Regions from separate parts of the Zea mays genome. Here region 2 is linked to region 1. A link is a contact called in public Hi-C data. All regions are on one chromosome and are shown on one strand. Each heading gives the region's core, a stretch centred on a gene start, on an enhancer-like site or on the middle of the called end of the contact. The rest is flanking DNA. Distances are from core to core; before and after follow the strand shown. Region 1 has its middle 11 kb from the start of LOC109939591. Region 2 holds the start of LOC103627575 (probable protein phosphatase 2C 26).

Region 1 (7,436 bases), core at 2,412-4,911:
GTGTTTTGCAAAGAGAGTATTTGGTGGAAGCAACATCCAATAGCATGATCAAACAACATATTTGCAACATCTGTTTATAGCAAAAGCACGAAAGCTTTGATAGGTATTAAGGCACTCATGTCAACAACAGTTGAAAAATCTCAGTCTAAAAAAACCACCAAATCATCATAGCTATTCTTTTAGGCTTTGGAATCTAGTTGAATAATATTATATATTTAGATATAACACAGACAAATAGAGCAAACCAATGGCACATGAGAGTTCTGAATACTCTTACTGCAGCACAGATAAAAAACATAGATCACACTTGTCCAACAGCACATCTTCCCAAGATAACTATCCTTGTGTCAATGTCCTTCTAAGCTAGGTAATCAAGTGCAGCCTAGTAAACAGGATATCTTTAAGAATTTGGAACAGGAGAAATCAGTGAAGTAAAACATGAAGGAACTAACAGACCTATGCATCATATGTGATCCCTTTCTGAGAAGGATAACCATCACTCTCACCATACCTACAAAGAAAATCAAATTTAGATGTATCACAAATGAAGAAAATAAGAACGTTTAAACCCACAAAGTATTGAGAGCTACAACAACATTTTAGGGATGCATATGAAAACAACCAAATGATGATATTTATTTCCGTAGTTTAAGTTTCACTCTAGAAAGAAATCTCACGGAATAACTATCTTGAATACACAACCATGTGTTTAGAACAACATCACAATTCATCTTCAGACCCTAACACGTTTAAGAATCTTCTATATGTCTTTGGGTACATTGTCTTTAGCTTCATTTCCATTGAACTTCAATAAGTCCACAAAAAACGAGTCCTTTGTTTATCCCCATTCTGATACATGCAGTTATTGGGCTGAATTTTGCCGATTTCAGAGCACATAACATAATTGTGTCGATTTGATAATAGACTCAGTGTGGCAACAGAGATTACTTAACACCCCTCGGTTCATGTAAAAATGGCTATATTTTCAGAATGTGATGACTGATAGCAGATTATTGAACATACTATATCAATAAAGAAACAAGAGCAAAGGACATAACTATTAGAAAACAGGATCCTTGCGAAACTTACCTAGAAAAGAAAATATAGGCAATGATTAATAGATAGTGGTTGAGATGACTTAATTATTTGATGCAGATCAGTGCCCATGAGCTCATAAACCAAGGAAACTGAGTGGGGTACAGCGGCGGATCAGACGAGCTGAGAATCGAACACACGCAAAGCAGAGGAGGCAGGAAGGGGAACCCCAACACAGCTGGTAGTGGTAGGTACCTCGGGAGCAAGAGTAGGGGGCATGGTCGTCCGTCGCCCGCTTACGCTAACTGGGAGGGGCAGGAGCGTGACCTGCGGCTGGGATTCGAACCGCGGGAGCGCAGAGTGGGGCGGCACCCACCGTCACTCGCGACGTGGCATCCACCGGTCACCGTCGCCTGCGTCAAGCGGAGCAGGCGCACCGGAGGGCCAAGCAGGCTCCTTCTTTGCCACGGTGATGGCGGATCAGCGTCCGCAGGAGCTCCACTCACAGTCACTCGCGGCGTGGAATCCACTGTCTGCCGCCGCCGTCGCAGATCTGGCACCATGCATCAAGCGAGGGGGGCGAGGATTTTGGGGAGGGTCTTGCGGTGCCACCCCTGGGCGGATGTGCGGGCGGGCAGATGGCGTTGAGGGAGGAATGCGCTGGGGCGGATGTCGAGGATGGCATCTGCCGCAATCCACCGATGTCCGGATGCGGCAGCAGCGACCTGTGGAGGCGGGGCGGGCTCGGCATCCGCGACATCGGCCTAGGAGGACGCCATGGCGGCGGGGTCTAGGAAAGAAGTGGGAGGGTTGATCTGCACAGTGGGGGCTGTGAAGGGAGCGGGATGCATGGCGATGGCAGTGAGGTAGGGAAGCCACGACACCCACGACCGATTCGTCCTCGCCCACGTCCTCTAGCCGCTGTGGGCGCAGGAGAAGAACTCAGGATTCCTAAAAACAATGCAGTGATTCTAACAAAAAAGAAAGAATCGGGAGATGGCAGTGGGTTTACCTGCGGGAGCGGGGCGATCGTGCAGGCCGGCGGCGCGTCAAAGACGATGAGCGGGAGGTTGAGGTCCGGGTCCCCGCGAAGTGCGACGCGACGGTAGTCTCGAAAGGAGGGGGCGTTGCGGCTCAAGCGCGGCTGTGACGGGAGACGGACGGGGGCGAAGGTCGCAGAGGTCACCGCTTCCGCCCTCGTCGCAGAGGTCACCGCTTCCGCCCTCGTCGGCAACGCGGATCGTGGCATCACCGCCGCGGGCGTCCACTCGCCTCTGGGCATGGGCGGCGACGGTTGGACGAGGGTCGAGCGAGAGAGGAGGGGGTTGCGATAGACAAGTGTTGGCGGATTCAGCCTCGGGAGGGGGACGGTCGAGCGGGCGGTGGACCTCAAATCGAGCGGCGGGGTTTGCGATGAACGATGGACGGACGGTGTAGATTAGCCAACGGCAGAACGGCAGACTACTATTACTGTCTTAATAAGTAGTAAGGATAATACATAGCTCAATCTGTAGCAAGCAAGTAATCATAGAAATACATCTACCAAATGTATCTGACAGCGAGAATTCAATTTAGATTGAATAAATATACTAAACCATTAGTTTAGAGCGGACCAATAACGATATATTGTGCTTCTTGATTTAACGAATGGAAACGATGGCTTTCGCGTAGGATAGTTTGACAAAGCCAAGGATTTGCCAACTTAAAGAAGAGTTGGTATAGATCGACCTATAACAATGTTATAATATAGGACTACTGATGATGTATTGAGTAACAATGTCGTTGGATATCCTAGATTCAAATTGTGAACCCTCATGTCAATAATAGACATTAGGAGGGTGTTGAAGTTCCGTGTAAACTTCTCTATGCAAATAGTACCAAACAGTGTTACATACAGTTCCGCGTCCCCTATTTTCCGCACTCTATTGGAGATAGTCTTAGTAGCGCGAGCATAAAGGGAGACATGAGACAGTCGTGGGAGAACTTTATTCTTGTTATTTATTATGAGAAATATGTTATTATTATATAAAAATAAGTCTTTTTATGAAATATGATTGATATTAACCCATATAACCCTTATCAGGAAACATATCTAAGATCATACTCAGCAGATTGTATATATGGTAGTGTAAACCACTATTTTACATTGTAGTCTACATTGTCTACTTGGTAGTTTAAAATAAGATGTAAGATAGAAAGTAGGATATGAATTCTACTGGATATATCCTACTAGCAAAGTATTCGTACTTGACTACGGTTACCGTTTCTATTTATGAGTATATAGTTTAAAACATAAATATATGTGTCTTCTATTTTGACTAGATGGATGTGAATATATATTTAAGACCAACAACCACGATTTACATTTTTATTTATATATAGTTTTAGTTTTTTACTATTTAAATACGAGAGGAGTGGACAACTGTGGAAATCGATGCTCTAGCTTCGTAAGGGCAAGGGCTGCATGCTGGTTGCTAGGCTAGATCACAAAACAGGGTTTGGGCTTCTAAACTTCTTGTTTTAACAATATTATTGGGCCAAAATTATAAAGGGGTTTTAGGTGCTACATGGGCTGTAGCCAGGGCAGCCTAGGCCCTGGATTCGTCCCGGTGTGCACGCAACTGGTCCTCCGTAGGCTCACTCGATCAAAATGGGCCTAGGCTGGATGTCTGACTTTCTGTACCACAATGATCTTTTGAAAGTAGACCACACTGATTTAGCAAGGCTATCAGTTGTCATTTTCGTTGAGGTGATTTTGGTCCAAAGAGTTTTGGGCCTTAAATTGTCGGTGCGGCAGTTCGGCTCACTCGATAAGCTTGTATCAGACAGAATCTGTCTCGTTGTAACCCTTTTTTTTGAATCACGATATTGCTATACTTTTAACCCAAAAAATAGTGTCATAGTGGGAGACGGCTGCCAACTTGATTCTCCTTTCGTATTAGAATTTGAGTTTTGTGAAGCTTTCATGATTAAAGTAAAATAAAATGTGCTTTCAGGAGAATCGGGCCAAACAACTCCTTTCTGTTCCTAGAAATCAAACCATTCAAGCTAGTGGTATGATTCATGACACCACTCCGCTTTAGGCAGCAAATCACCCAGAGGCCATATTAATATGTAGAGCAACACTCTTCTCTGTTATATGGAGTATATGATATATGAAACGAACATGTTCGCGTGCATAGACATTTCCGTATGGCTTGGGTATAAAGACGTGGAATAATCATCATCATCATACAAAAGCTACAAATTTCACAACAATAAAACAACATAGTTCCGACGGCTATATTATATCCGACGGCCTCCTAGGAAAGGATGCAGTGTACCCCCTATATTTAGAAAAGGATGCAGTTTGAGCATAGCACTGAGGCAAAACATCTTAAATTTAATTGAAAATCATCAATATTTATAATACAAAATAAGCCAAAATCTTTATTGAATATATCTTAGCATATTATACCTATTTGCTATCATATATATGGATATCTTTTATATAAATTTGATCAAACTTTAGATAGCCTAACTAAGAGAAGAATTAGAAATGCATTGTGTTTAAGACAGAGTTAGTATTACCTAAATAGCATCGCCGTTCTTATTTTTATTTTGTTGTTGCAAGAATCAAGTACGTCTACTACCATTTGACAATACAGTGTATAGGTGTACGTTTGGACCAGGTCTGATGGACCGGCCCAAAGCACGAAAAAAAGCACGGTTTATGCACGGCACGACCCGAAATATTTTAGTGCCGGGTCGGGTTTGGGTCGAGGTCACGGCCCATGGTCGGGCACGAGCACGGTCCATTTAAGGCAGACACGAAATGGCCCCTATAGAGGCACGAAAAGACCTATATATTTATTAAAATCACACTTCATTTCACACTTTCATGTACTTGATAAAAACACAAAGGTAGAGATATTGTTAGTTAGATGTTTTTTTAGCTTTGAATTAGAGTATGTGATGTAATTTTATTTTTGTTATGAACATGAGATAATGAACTGAACTTACGAACTTTAAATAGAGCTGATTATACTCTTTTTCTTTCTAAAAAATAATTTGTAAACGATGTAATCATTGCCGAGTGTCAAAAATAAAACACTCGGCAAAGAGCTTCTTCGCCGAGTGTTTTCTTTTACCGAGGGTTTTTTGTGTGGCACTCGGCAAAGAGCTCTTTGCCGAGTGCCCGAAATAAAACACTCGGCAAAGAATATGACACTCGGCAAAGAGCCAAATTCCGGTAGTGCATAGCTCTAGTAACTTAATACAAATATTAAGTTTGCATTGGTCAAATTTATTTGTCTTATCTTTTATTTGATTTATTAAATTTGTTTTGAATTTCGGGCTCTAATGAAAATTTCGGGCCAAAAACTAAATTTCGGGTCCTAATGTGAATTTCGGGCTTTTATAATTTTGGGCCGCCCGAAATAAGCCGGCACGTTTAAACAATTACGGGCCGAGCCAGCAAGGTCCAAAATTCAAACAGACCAGGCCGGACCGACCCGACCCGAAATTCAAACAATACGAGCATATTCAGGCTTGGGCCGGGCCGGCGGCCCGAATGTACGCCTACAATACGGTACTATGCTATGCCCCAACGGGCATTGCTGTCCTGTACATTAACCGAAACTGTTCTAGCTAGCTTATCTCGCCGGCAGTGGCCCCGGTATCCGCCGCGATGTGAAATGAGACGACCTTTCGGACATGGTCCCAATGCAACTCAGCTCCCAAATTTGAATGGCCTACAACTATTAACAAGACCCCACCTTTCTTGGGCATCTATATGGCGCAACAGTTGACGCTGTGGACGTATGCCGGTGAGGATCATGTTGATAGCATGGTCCAGGGGCACGTTTTGTGCGCGAGGAAAAACTACATGACTTTCAGCCACATAAAAGCTGTAGAAAATCGTGGAGCTTATATGCTCCCGCAGGATACTGAAAATCTCTAGCTGTACTGTTTGTCCAACCCCACGCCGCAGCGGCACCGATCGATCGAGCACCTTTTATGTTTGGTACGGTATGCTCTGTCAAAGGCAATCATGATTCATGACACCTAGTCACTGGGAACGATTTGAAATGACAGATTAGCAGTACAACGTTTTTTTTTTGCAATTTATCTGAATTTTGCTCGTAAACGCATACCCTTTTTATCTTTTAAAAAACAGGAAAAAGATTCTCGGAAAGAAAGAAAAAACGGGGGGCAGACCTACTTAATACCAGCTAGCTATTGCTGTCAGATTCCCGGGATGCATTCCACTACATAGCTAGAGAGTCCAGACCGAAGAATTTGCTGCCGAAAAGTCAGCTTTCTTGACTTATCTCCGGCTCGCTCCGGCTGTTTTTACAGGGTGCAGTGAACGTGAAGTATAATGTGATATGATGGTACGTACTACGCTACGCATGCGCGCGCTATAGCTGCACTTGTTGGCTACTTGCACAATGCATGGACGAATTTCTACCGTCAGCATTCTTCCTATGTGCTCAGCAGCAGTGTGACACTGACAACAAGAAGCATGTCGTTTTCGGCGCATATAGCACTAGCAGGGAGGAAGCCGTCAGCCATCGGATGATCAGAAGAAAGGGGAGGGAGGAAACAGGCAGCAGGTAAGCCTAGCCTACGCTATAGCTATAGCACGGGTACATGAATGTCCCTCGCGCGCTTTCTCTGCTCTGCAGGAAAGGAGGGAGGAGGTTTATCTCCTTCTCATGAAACGCGCGCGTGGCAGCCACTGAAAGCCGCGCCCTCCAAAAAAACAAGGCCACGGCACTCCAGGACCGTACTATCAACTGCTACTAGCCGCTACTAGGTCACTTTCTGTACTCTGTACCCATCAGAATTGAGGAGATCTACGACGCTCCACCTGCATGCATGTACGAGTACGACGATCCCCAGCAAGCTATCAATTGGACCAACCGAAGAGCTCAAAGCACAATAAACCGGCCGGGTCAGCTCAGCTCATGCTCATCTCGTACCAGTACTCCTCCCGGCCGGGCCGGCCGCCTCGTCGCCGTCGGCTGAAGCAACCTAACATCTCAAGCTGTTGTCATGCGCGCGGTTGCCAGCTGCCATGCCACCGCTCCCTGCTCCGTCCCGTCTGCGGGCGCGCGATCGAAAGCCAGAGGCAGGGGGTGGTAGTGGGGCGCCATCGGAGGGCGACGGCGAGGTAAAGGAGGGAGACGCTCGGCTCTTACTGCAAAAAAAATGCCATGATTGTAACGTCACGTTGTTTTCATGCGAGAGGCAGGTCGGTCGAGTACGTTATGCACCCTGTAACCACCTAAAGTGCCTGGGCTGGGGTAGTATGTGATGAGAATTAGGTATGCCACTCAAAGTGTGCCATATCGGTTTACATCAAGAAACCGGTATGCCTAGCTCTACCAGCGTAGCAGACGACGCAGATTAGCAGC
Region 2 (7,436 bases), core at 1,493-3,992, 100 kb before region 1:
AAAAGGAATAATATAAAAGAATAAAAGGTATCAAATTGTCAGATAGGGCATTCAAGCAGAATTTTAGTAGTGTAAAATGTGCCATCAAGTGCGGGTATTAAACTTTGGCCAAAATATTCTCACAAATTAGGAACTGACAGTCTCACATGCCCAGTGTTGGCAGCTGACTTACCCCTGCCGTGTACCGTGTTGGGTTACTGCTGGTTTTTATGCATATAAATAGATTTTTTGTTTATTTCAGAAAGTAGCATAGTGAGCCACCCAACGCCCCAACATGAACATGTACAAGCACATAAATGTTTGCACATTACACACAAGTATGTTAACCTTAGTGCCAAGGGTATAATGAAACGGTCAACAACTCAACATCGAAAACAATCAAGAAATGGGCACATTTGCATTTAGCATGGAAGAAGAAGACCACACAATAAGCTTACCAGCTTTCTTTGCAGCACGGGAGAGTAGCTCCTCAATTAAACTCTGTGCAGGATCACCCTCAGGAAACCGCTCCATAAAATTCTCAACATGCAGCACTACCTCCTCATTGCTTAGGTACTGATATAAGCCATCAGACGAAAGAACAAGAAACTGATCCCTGATGGAGAGCTTATGATGGCAAAGAGTAGGTGTGCATGATATATATGGGGTATCACCTATATACTCATTGCGAAACATCTCTAGCAACCCATCATTGAACCTTGCCTGTAAATCAGACAGACTTCTCATTAAAATTTACTTGTTTCCCCTACATGGACCTTTCATAACAATCAACCTACAGTCTCTTTACCTGTTTGAGATACCCAGCACCAAATGCACGGGTAACTGTTAGACGACCTTTCACTCTATCATTAACAACACACTGATCATCATCTGGATGTTCGCGTCTGATCCTCTGCACTTCCTGCACATCAACACAAAAGAACATGAGTTCATATGCAGAAAGAATTCATAGATTAAAACACTTATGATGCTTCACATCCACTCATACTATCCCACGATATATAAATTCATAACTCCAAAAGAAAAATGGTCTGCCGATTGTAAAACCATGCTGTTGAACAGGCCAGTCCACATACTGCACATGTATTCACAGAAGCTACCAGAGGGCATGTTCAACCAGGATAACAAAAAATGTGTTTGAATATTTTTTTTATATGATGCAAGCTCATCTTTTCAGTAAACTCAGTAGATGCACAAATGCATTAGCAATTTAGCACTATGCATCAATTCAGCTATGTCTGCAAAAAGGTTACCTCTTCAACGCTCGTGCTATGATCAGTCGACAGCTGCAATGCCTCGAGCCCAATTGCCGAATACCCAGGGATCCTTGTCTCGATCTCCAAGCCCACACCAATGTCCTCCACCGGAATGCTCCCAATCAAGCAATCTTCGTCGTCCCGTCGCTGCGCCACAATGGCACGGCTATCCCCAAGGTTCATTACATACACGTCGTCATCCCTCAACAGGACCACGAGCAGGCAAGCTCCGGTCACTGCCAGCTCTGGGTGGGATCCCATTGACTGACTGGTCATGTCCAGGTACGCCGACTCCGTCGTAGCTAGCGCCCGGGCCAGTGCGCTCAGTACCGCCCTGTGATCCCTCACCGCCGGTGCGGCCGTCAACCTCTTAACTCCCCACTCCCTGCCGCTTTGACCATCGCCAGCGGCGGCCGCATGGGCCCACAAGGGATGCCTCTGCTCCTTGAGCCTGGCAAGCGATAGCGCGAACCGGCCGGAGCCCGAGAAGTCGAGTTCGCTATCCTCGTCCTCGCCATCCGCCAGGAACTGCCACAGTCGCTTGGATTCCGGATCGGCCTCTTTGTAGAAGATCCCACGGAGCTCGCGCAGCAGGAAGCGGTAGAGATTAGCGACCAGGAAGTCCGGGGCCTCGGGGCCGTTGAAGCCGTCATAGATGCCGACGAAAAGCCAGCGCTGATCCTCGGAGACAACCACGTGGACCCTGTCCTCCCCGGCGCGGCCGTGCGCCCACTGAACGCCGTCCTCCCGGCGGAGCGGCACGACGCATGGTCGGTTCTTCTCCGAGATGCTCCGCCGCAGGCTGCCGAACGAGGGTTTCCTGAACCTCCTCGAGAACCCTCGCGACGACGAGGGGCGAGCGGGCTTGGTGGGCTTCGCGGGGAGCGGGCCCGAGAAGGGCACGGCCTGGTCGAGCGGGCCGGAGAGCTGGGCGCCGCGGTCGATGGGCCCGGAGAGGAAGAGCGGCCCCGAGGAGAGGTTGGATAGCTGCAGCGGCGCGGAGGAGAACGACGAGGAAGTGTGGAACGCGGAGTGGTACTGCGGCGGCATGCCGCCGGCGACGGAGGATTGGTAGATCGGCACGGGCACTGAGGAGTTGGCGGAGAGCGCGGCGCCGGAGATGGCGTGGCGGAAGGATGACGAATGGCCCGCGGCGGCGGCGGCGGCGGAGCTGGCGGCGTAGCAGAAGGAGTGGCCGAGCGCGTCGTCCAGGCACGGCCCGTCGTCCGCTGGCGCCGGCGGCGGCCGCGAGCACGCGCACGCGGTGAGCAGCCGCGACGCGCCGCTGCCCATGGCATCCGACACTCCGTCTCCGGCGGTGGAAAGCAGCCAAGCAGACGATGTGGAGCACTCGCCAAGCTACTCCGAGACCGAGTACCTTTTTATTACTAGTATACGCCGCAGTGCCGCACTGCCGAGGAGGGGAGGAGCCGAAGAGTGCGCCGTGCGCGAGTGCGCCGTGAGCGATGACTTGCAGTTGGCAGTTGCAGTGGCCACGGGGTCCGTTTGACAAAATCAGTCTTCCTCAATGTTTCCCATGCAAAAAAATTCAAGACACGAGCCGAGCCCCGGGAGACCGGAAGAGCGCCGTGCCAGCTGCCAGGTGGAGCTTGTATGGTTGTGGACTTGTGGTTGTGGCCTTGTGTGTGGTCGTTTTGTCCGCAGCGGCGCAACCGCACCCGCCTTCCTCACGCTGCACGGCTGTAGAGAGCAGAAAGGGGAAGCAGTGACGTGGCGGCGCGGTGTTGACGTGGAGGGTGCGGACTGCGGAGGGGAGAGTAGTCATTAAGTCAACGCTTGTCCTTCCAGTCTGCCACCCGTACTCGGTTTAATTACGGCAGATGGGACTCCACCCAGGGGCATATGAGTAAATTCGCGCGGTGGCGCGGCAAATTGGATGGCTTTGGCGGGCCAGCTAGAGCCTAGGGACCTCGAACTGGATGACCGGCGCCCTAGTGGGCTCCTCGTCGGTCTCAAAGAAAAATGTCAGGCACGGTTTACAAAGTGTGCCTGCGTTTGACAAGGATACGGTTTAGGCGTCGTTCGTTTCGGCTGGAACGGCCTATTCCCGGCCTCTTTCCGGGCGGGATGAATCAACCCGGCTTAGAATCCGGCCCAGTCTACTAGAGCCGTTCGTTTTAATCTGGACCAGAAACAGACCCACCTGATTTGAATTCCTTTCGCTCAATTCTTAGTCTGGAACGAGTCCTGGTGAGCTACCTCCTGGATTGGTTCCTGGACTAGTGACCAGGAATTAGTGATAACACATGTATCACTTGATCCTGGGCTGCTTTCGATCCTGGCCTGGTTTGGACGCTGGCCTGCCGAACGGGGCCTTAGGCTTTTTCAGCTTTATTTTCTAACTCCTATCTCATCATAGAATTTATATTGTGTACTCTATATTCTTCGTCTCCAACAACACGTCCTCTAAATCAAGTTCTTTATATATAAATACCTATATTAAAAAAATTTTATTTTTTATATATATTTGTCATACTCTTAAATGTATTGTACATATTTTAGTTTTGCTAAACTGTTTGTTTAAAGTATTCCTAGAAATTGGGAGTCATCAAGATATTTTATAGTGGTTTAATAAAAAATAATTTAAGAACGAAATGAGTAGGTTCTACGCTACCAGATTTCAGCCTTCAATATCTCTGCTTAAATAAATACCTCTCTACTACATTTAAGCGTGAGTTTCTTCGTGCGTTAGCGGTCGAATAAATTTATCCTCCCACATAGAATATCCAAAAAATAGGATATAGCGGATTTGAACCCTACTCACTTGATATAAAGAGTTTGGCTTCTATAAAATAGATATTGTAAATATATATGCTAATAATTTAAAACTAAAAAATAGAATCGTGTTTTAATAAAAAACTTATTTAAGTAAGATTTACATACATGATATAAAACCATAGTAATATGCGAGCAACTAACTAATTTGAACAACGTATTTCACTCTTCCAAACCCAGCTGTCAGCGCAACGGCACCAACAACAAACAAAGGACAAAAACATGGGCAAACGGAGGAACAGAAGACTTCCACAGGATGTTTCACGTGAGTGTAGTAGGGGGGAGGGGGCGAAAGACAGCGAGAGGGGGTCAGGCCGTCAGGGAGCATTGGATTCTGATCTCTGAGGGCACCTGGCAAGTCAAAATTCAGTGTGCCGAACTGCGTTCCCATTGTTTTTTGGCCTCTACTTGTCCCCCGTCCCGCTGTGAAATCTCAGCAAGCAACAGACAAGTGTATGAGATCGAAAAGTTGGTTGAAAAAAATCAGAGACTCCACATGTGCCAAGACAAACAAAAGAAGTACTGTAATGTTTTAACGACACAGCAGGCTGGGACGGAAGCGGAACTGAAAAAAAAAAGTTAGGAGTGGCTAAATTAAAGTGTTACAACGATATGATATCAATAATCATTCGTAGTAGACATATATAATAGTTTGCACATTTTTAAATTTAGGAGGAGCTTCGATGAGGCTCTAAGAGTTTAGTATTAGTAGCGGTAGAGGGGTCTAGAGCCCCACCCGCCCTACCGTTAGATCCGTTACTGACATTAGGTTAACATTAGAGAACTGAAGAACTCGAGTTAAAAGAATTATCAGTAAGCAAAAGAGACTCTAGTTGAGTTGGTTTGATGGTCTGAGCAACACTCGAGTTTCAGACTATGATTAAAAAATCCTCTCACCTGTCCAACACCAAAGCGAAGAGGTATGATGACGTTGTGTCACTAAAAAATAAAAGACAGGTGGTGTTAGGCTATCTCCATCAAATCTCATATTCAATCCCCAATGGCATTCACTATTTTAAACTTTACTATGCAAACAGTGTCATATACAGTTCCGCGTCCCCCTATTTTACGCGAACCACTGGAGACAGTCTTAGGGTACCCGCTTAGGGTTTTGGAGTTAGCCCCTTAATCACAGTTATATCCCTGTGTAATGGGCCAGACCCAACAATCTAAGTCTATTAATACAACTCTCAACCCTAAGTTAAGGTTTTTCATTCTATCTTAGTATCAGAGCCAGTTTCTCTCTCTCTTCCCCACCCTCTCACACCCAAAGTCGCCGGTTCCTTGGGCCCCTACCCAGCCGGTGGCCTCCTCAGTGTGTCGGGCCCCCATCGTCGGCCATCCCTAGACCAGGCCGCTGACCCCTTCCCTCTGCCCCCTGGTCGCGCCCCTTCACCACTAGGACTCAGCTTGCGCCCTCCGCCAGACCCACCCCCTGGCCACGCCCCTTCACAGCGCTCTCAGAATTTTTTCTTAGAGCCAACTATGTTTAAGAGATATCAATTGCTGAGTTCGATCTAGCTATTCTCATTGTTCATTCAGTCCAGTGCTCTGGTTTGAGCAAGGAGCTGCGGGGTGCATAGAGAATGAATTAGATATAGTTTTGTCTTCTATTACTATAAAGCACCAGTTTTTTTTGTTGTCGTACGTCACGTGCAGAACACGTAGTTCTTTTTTTCTCGAGAAAGGGATTATAAAACTAAAAAAATGTCTTGCCACAACCTGTATCAATACTTCCAATCAGATTTTGTCTTGCCACAACCTAGTCCCCGAATGCTCAGAACAAGCGATGAATGGATCAAATCACCCACTCCTCACGATCGAAGCAAAGCTCGCGCCAACCAATCAACGTTCAACAGTGAGCTAGTGATCTAAGCAATCTCTTGATTGCTCCCATGACAAGGAATAGACTTTCATGTGCTTCAAAATATGGGCACAATTCAGACAACTAGAAAGCGTTAGGGTTAGAAGGATGCAGATTTATATGTAAGTGTTATGTTGGAAAAGGTCTTGCAAGAAGTAATTTTGTATAAGAAAGTTTAGGTGTCAAACGGGAACCTGCTTTGGTTTGTCCGCTTCCCACCGAAAACGTCCAACTCAATTGGGACCATCCATCCATGAGAAAGGAATCTTGGACTTCTGTTAGTCGCCATGTCCCTGGATTAAGATAACCATATATTAATATAGAATAGAGCAACATGGGAGTAGAGGCTAAAAGTTCTGCAATGGCAATATATTTTCTCAAGTCCAATGCAAGCAGATAGAGGACCTAGCCCAGGCCCCAGGGCTATGGGCCTATGGCTGGACTGGAGCAAGATGAACTAAAAAAATTACAGATGTGTACTGTGAGAAGTCAGATATATTTAACTTTAATTAAATATACAAATAAATATGTTATTTATAACACATAATTAGTATTATTAAATAGATTGTTGAATTTATTTTATAATAACTTTATTTAGAGATAGAAGTATTATTAAAAAATTATAGATTAATTTGAAAAAAAAAATCTATAGTGATACCTAAATAGGTACGGAGGGACAAGAGACATGTGCCCTCTACAGAACTAGGACATTGATAATGAAATAAAGAAAGTCCAGTGCACCTTTTGCAGCACAGAACATTGACCTTTGGCTTTAAGACTAGAGATCAAACAAATGTACCATCAAAACAGCCTTCTGCTCCTGCTGACGGCCAAAAGCCAGCAGATCTATTGTGGTACCGGCAGCAAAGATGCTTAGCTCCAGGAAACTCGACCCAGGAGACCAAATCCACTATTCTGGGAGTGATTCTGCAGGGGCCCAAGAAATATAAAAAAGGGAACTTGGAGGATGGACCCTAGTGAATAAAAAGTTCTATCCCTATGAAATTAAAATAAGTAACTTGGAGTGCTCAGTAACCACAATATCATAGGCTCCTGTGCTATATACATACAGAGAAATAGTTTCTTTGATTACTTACCAATTCATCACCTTTTTTTTTTGTGATTTGATCCACTCAATGAACTGAGAAAGTTGCCTATTATGAACCATAAAGATTGTAGAGCTTGGAAGCTGCTGTCAACAGACAGCTGTGCAGCCAAGGCAAACTGGTATGTTAAGGGTAAAATTTGCTCAAATTTCAGGATATTGCTACGATGATCAAGTGAAAAAAAAATCTTATATTTTTCATCGAACACACAAGGTTATTCAGAACAGATAAGAAGTGCTGTGGATGGATGATGGATCAATAGCTGCGTGATAGATTAGCCATTTGCAAAAGTAAATTTGACATGACAAAGTAAATTAATTGCCAGAGTTTCTTAATACCACAGTACAAGGTATCCTTTACTCAAAGATATGGTGTATGGCAACATAGTTTCCAACACTTGCCGAGCTCTTATCA

What was found. Hi-C and Micro-C count contacts between places; a contact is called where the count stands out from the background.
Region 2: a Hi-C map of endosperm shows a contact between it and region 1, with 2.1 times the contacts expected there. The contact joins the promoter of LOC103627575 here to the enhancer-like site in region 1. A contact is called at or near these places in 3 of 25 Hi-C or Micro-C datasets (ear, endosperm and tassel).

What each region holds. Positions count from the first base shown.
Region 1 is chr5:206,133,361-206,140,796 of Zm-B73-REFERENCE-NAM-5.0, reverse strand. No RefSeq gene overlaps it. Among protein-coding and RNA genes, the nearest start is that of LOC109939591, 11 kb to the right of the region's middle. Within about 2 kb of position 3,661, at least 17 of the 20 cell types and tissues checked have an H3K27ac peak or open chromatin away from gene starts, as enhancers often do. A contact at or near this core is called in ear, endosperm and tassel, where this site is marked.
Region 2 is chr5:206,232,516-206,239,951 of Zm-B73-REFERENCE-NAM-5.0, reverse strand. LOC103627575 (probable protein phosphatase 2C 26) reads right to left here and starts at 2,742. Exons shown (of 5, transcript NM_001357211.1): 1 at 1,254-2,742; 2 at 989-1,075; 3 at 788-901; 4 at 438-702. The coding sequence starts at 2,549. LOC118472098 (a long non-coding RNA gene) reads right to left here. Exons shown (of 3, transcript XR_004849678.1): 2 at 6,658-7,436; 3 at 5,646-6,209.